Linked DNA regions of Pungitius pungitius: region 1 is linked to region 2. The links are chromatin contacts, called in public Hi-C maps. All regions are on one chromosome and are shown on one strand. Each heading gives the region's core, a stretch centred on a gene start, on an enhancer-like site or on the middle of the called end of the contact. The rest is flanking DNA. Distances are from core to core; before and after follow the strand shown.

Evidence for each region. Hi-C and Micro-C count contacts between places; a contact is called where the count stands out from the background.
Region 1: a Hi-C map of muscle shows a contact between it and region 2, with 2.9 times the contacts expected there. The contact joins the promoter of lcorl here to the promoter of LOC119217821 in region 2. A contact is called at or near these places in 2 of 2 Hi-C or Micro-C datasets (both in muscle).

Annotation. Positions count from the first base shown.
Region 1 is chr9:5,622,720-5,625,419 of fPunPun2.1, reverse strand. It overlaps lcorl (ligand dependent nuclear receptor corepressor-like), which reads right to left and starts at 1,382. Exons shown (of 8, transcript XM_037471693.2): 1 at 1,102-1,382; 2 at 163-228. The coding sequence starts at 1,195.
Region 2 is chr9:5,484,464-5,487,163 of fPunPun2.1, reverse strand. It overlaps LOC119217821 (D(1) dopamine receptor-like), which reads right to left and starts at 1,327. Exons shown (of 1, transcript XM_037471781.2): 1 at 1-1,327. The coding sequence starts at 1,096. LOC119217573 (GTPase IMAP family member 4-like) reads right to left here. Exons shown (of 2, transcript XM_037471320.2): 2 at 2,184-2,700.

The sequences.
Region 1 (2,700 bases), core at 133-2,632, 140 kb before region 2:
GACATGCATCTTTAGCTATGAGTCCAATATTAACATTATATAAAATAATATCCACCTACAATGTGATACAGCAACAAAAACTCACTACGCAAAAATGTTCGGGAAAGAAAATATAAAAGCTGAACTATGATTACATAGTAATGAATACACACGGAAACCCACCATCGAATAAATTGAGGTCCCTCAGCAGCAGTGGCCCATAGATTCCCTCCAGAATGCTTTCAAACCCTGCAAGACAAATTAAAGAGATACCATCCTTGAATGCTGATATGAACGTATTTATACGGGATCCAAACTAGACCAAAAACAGATCTCACATCTACCATTGAAAGCTGTCAACAACACACGCAACGTTTAACGCAAGGACCCATATAATAATTTACTAAACAAAGCAAACAGGTGAACGTCTCGTGGATGGCACCACCATTAGGACTCCCCATCAGGTGTTTACGGTAGTTTAATGTCACTGTGCTTCAACGTCACAAAGCAGAATAAACCCGGCAAGCTCCGCCTAAGCACGCCTGATGTTTTATAAAAACAAATTTTAAAAGAAGCAACGGGTACGGAGAAAAAACGTTACCTGATATCGCAGAAATGTTCGCTTTTGTTATAATGCACTGCCATTAGAAGCCTCGACATAGCAACAACCCCCTCCCCCAAATGAACAGCAACAGCATTCATGTTAGCATAGCATACTAGCTGGTATTTAGCATAGGCAACATATTTGTCAATAAACACATTTATCGATTTTTCGAACAAAGGATATGATAAACCTTAATTATACATGACAGATATCATATTGGACATTTCACATAATCTAACAGGATTACCCCCGGTGGACAGGAAGCTAGCTCAGAGGGACAAAGAAAAGGAGCCAACTCGAAGGGCTAGCCAACTGGTAAATATTAGCCTGGCAGCCTGACTGAACGGCTAACGTTGGCCACCTATGGAGCCAGGCTACTAGCTAGCTAGCTAGCTAGCTCCAGCTAGCTATGAAAACAGAGATGGGGGCTCGCGAGCCTTCAGTTGCCGGGCGAAATTTCTTGGAAGCTCATTCATTTTTTTTCTCTCACAAAACACGAAACTGCAGGTTGATCATACCGACGCAGTGTATCAATTTGTAACGCCAAGAATCAAGTTCCCGCCGAAACCCTTTCCTTTCGGCCGTGCATTTGCAACACTGCACGGTCGCCATTCTGCCGCGTCCTTCCCCCCTCTCGCTCCCTCCGTCTGAGCGACAGGAAGCGGCTGTGAACAGCTTCCAGCTGCAGCGCTCGGCTCGCGACCCGCCGCCAGAGGGAGAGAAGCTTCAGACAACACGGGGGCGTTTCTTTCTCTCCTTTTTCATTTGAATATGGTAGAATATCGGAGAAATAAGGCTACGTATCATTCATCAGGTTTCCCCTGGGGCCTCTGGGGCACTGATAAAAGCCAGTAAGACAAATCAGAATAAAACAAGAGTGACCTTTGACACTGCGACTACCTAAATCTAAGTGACTTCTAGGCTGAAAGGACCGCCTGCTCCTCCTCAGTGCCGCCACGTGAGAGCAGCAGAGAACTTTAGATCTGTCCACAAGTAAGTGGGTCCAGTGTGCATCACGATGTAGGCATGAACACAGGGTTGAGTGAAATGATACGGTCTTTATTAGTTAAAAAATTCGTAATTTTATCCCACAATATAACACAAATACAGTTTCTTCATCCCGCCGACACGGCAGCCAAGCCCAAGACTCTTTAGGGGGCCTGGAAAACAATGAAACTGTGGCATGTCCCAGTTTCATTGTTTTCCCATTTGTATGTTAACATTGTATTTAATAGCATATTCAATGGAATTATCTACCATAAAATAGCATTATCCTCTGAGATAATTTAACCTAAGCTATGCAACAGTATAGATCACGCATGCACACGGTGGGCCAACCTGGGGCATAGTAATCCACTGTTCTGGAGAACTGGTTGGCATCTTTGAGAAATATAATCAACATTTAATGCTTCTTCCTGCTGCACTGTTGTGTCCACTGATGTACAGAGAGTTGGCAGAACATGGTTTTTACTGATGAGCAGCAGCACAGCACCGAGGTGGGGGTCCTGCTGCCTCCCCTGCAGCAGCCCAGAGCAACATTTAACACCTCAGCCTCCGACATATCTCGTTACTGCACCCAACACGCAGTTCTTAATACAAGTCAGGGCCACTCAAAGGTGTGTGTGTTTGTGAGAGAGCCCATGACACCTGGATCTTGTTATGTAGTGCAGAAGAGAGGGGCTTGAGGAGGGGGTGGGGGGAAAGAGTAGCAACACATTATGGTCCACCTCAGTTGCAATGCCTCATTGAGTTCACACACAATCAACCAGATATTGGGTGTGACTATAAAATGAAGAAGTAAGCTCATCTCGAGTAACTCATCCCCTCAGAATAATAGAGGCAGGGTCGAGGACTAAACTGTCCGTCTCACCGTTTCTTTTTTCAAATCCACCCCATTGTCTCTTAAATTCCCTCCCCTCGGTTCCTTAAAGAGGGCGCTATTGCAGACCCTCGTTAAAAAAATGCTTTCTGCCAATTAAATTTACAGGTGCATTCCGTAGACCTATATACTGTATATCTGCATATATATATATATATATGTTTTGTTTAAAGATTAGAACTAGCACTCCATATGCCATTGTAAAAGACCCTCACCTGTATAATAGAAACATGATTTC
Region 2 (2,700 bases), core at 78-2,577:
CCCGGAAGTCCGCGTTGAACGCGTAGATGACCGGGTTGAGGGATGAGTTGCTCCAGCCGATCCACACGAAGACGTCGAAGGTTTTCTCGTCGACGCAATGGGGGCCGCGCCGGGACCCCGGGGCCTTGGGCCCGGGACAGAAGGGCAGTGCGCAATTCAGGACAAAGAATGGCAACCAGCAGCACACAAAAACCCCCATGATGATGCCCAGAGTTTTGAGGACCTTAGTCTCGCTTCGGATGGAGACTTTGAGCTCCCGGTGCGACTCCATGGGGCGCTGAGACTCGGGATGAACACCGATGTGGGACTGATATGAGTTCGCGCCCAATTCCGTGCACAGGTGAGGGCACAGCTCAGGTACGCTCGAGCGGCAATTCTGCGCGTGCTCCGCCGCCCGCTCCAGGGAGGATATCATCCGGATCTGCATCTGGGCTATCTGGTAGATGCGGGTGTACGTGACGATCATGACAGCCACGGGGATGTAGAAGCTGATGAGGGAGGAGGAGATGGCGTACGTGCGGCTCAAGCTGGAGTCACAGCTCCCGCCGACGCCGCTCTGCCCGCGAGGCGCCGGATCCTCCGCGGACGGGTCAGCTGCATCCGCGCGGTGCCAGTTCAGCTGCACGGGCACGAAGGAGATGACCACGGAGACCGTCCACGTCACGCCAATCATCACGGACGCCACCTTCTTGTTCATACTCCTCTCGTAGAGGAACGGGCTGGAGATGGCCCAGTATCGATCCACGCTGATGACGCACAGGTTGAGGATGGAGGCAGTGGAACACATAATGTCGCAGGCCAGCCAGGTCTTGCAGAACTCACCGAACGGCCAGAAGCCGGCGACTTCGGCCGCGGCTTTCCACGGCATAACCAGCACGGCAACCAGAAGGTCCGACAGGGCCAGGGATACGATGAAGATGTTAGTGACTTTGGCGCGCAGGTGCCGGAAGCGACAGACGGCGACGCACACCGTGAAGTTGCCGAAAAGCGTCCAGACGATAAGGACCGCCAGGACGCAGCCGGTGAGCGCTCGGTGCTTTGGTGACTCCTCCGGGCTGCTGGCTCCTACCAGAGCCAAGGCAGTCGTGTTTGTCATCGCCTGGTCCCGCACTCGGCCATTTGACACTCTAGAATGAAGAGAATAAATCCATCCGTTCGTTCCATTAACAGAAAATAGAGTCCCTTTAGAGTGTTGAGCGCGCGTCCCGCTCCACGCGGACGGATCTTTGCTGCCGCTCCGAGCGCAGCGCAGATTTACAGCGTGAACACGCGCACCGCCAGCTGGTGCCGCGACAACGCGCGCAGCGCACAGAAGTTTGACAGAGAAGACCAAGACCTTTTAAATAGGAGCCCTTGTGTTTATTTAAGTCCCGGCGCGCCATTAGTTCTGTTGTGACAGAGGACGGGGCTAAAGGGCGACGTTAGGCTGCAGTAATCACTTCGGTTTTATTATTCAGCTCTTTTCAACAAGAGTGTGTTATAATTCAGCACTCTGGCAAAATGCAACATAATTGCATACAAACATGAATGATCCAAATCAAGGTAATGCTGGACAGTAGAAAGTTAAACATTGAGAGATACAGAGAGACAACTGGTAACTGTTATGAACAAATCAAATCAGTTCATACATTTAAAAAGGACTGAATCATTTCAGTTGTGTCACACCACGTGGTTGAGAAAAGAGAACTGAAATGATTCAGGATTCAAGTCTTTTAAGATGATCTCACTTCCTTTCCACGTCCTCCATGCTTTCTGCTTGGAGACATTGACACATCAACTTGTTTTGGATGCTTTTATTGATGAACAACTCGAATAAAAAGTAAACAGAACATTCAAAAACAGCACGAGCAGCACACCAAACTGGACATTTAGTGGACACTTATGTACCTGTGATCTCAAACTTCGACAAGGCATTCTGGGACATCTGACGTCACTCAAGACAGAAATATCAGGCACAATATTCAAAGAATAGGAGAGACATGAGCAATGGGCTGGAAATATCTTCTCAAGAAGGAAAGGCCACAGTGTATTGGAATCAGTGTATTGGTTTATGGTTTATTTTGTATGTCCTTTATTACTAACTTGAGGTGATTAAGAACAGCTGCACTGAGGAGGATGTGAACTAATAGGAAATATTCCAAATGGTGGGTCACGACCTGGTCTTTGGGAATAAAGGTTCTATGTGTTACAACAACCACTAAAACTCAAACAATTAAGCCGGAAAAAGATTGAGCATGTCCCATTGCGTAGTAGGTCAAATGCAGAATGACAAAAGTACCAGGACGTCCTACTGATTTGCGTTTAAACGTTAAATACTGCACTGACATTGGAAAAGTAAAACCCTGCTTTAGGCGCTGAGGGAACTTTACCTTCTTTGTTCTATGATGTAAATGCAGCCAAATAGCTCAAACTTTATGATCACATCATTTTGCTAGTGGTGATTTACCTCTTGACTTACCCCCCTTTCCAGACTTTATGCTAATATAAGCTAACCAGCTGTTTGTAGTAGAATCATTTACCATGGACAGCTCCCTCTCTCTCTCACACACACACACACACACACGTGGATAAAAGCAGATCTTTTTGGCCCGGGGGCAGGACCAGATGGCACAGCTGAAGTTGAAGCACCGGTGAGGAGCACTTAAAATAGCACTGCACGCCATATTTGATCTTTAATGGCTGCAGGGTTTTGTTTGAATA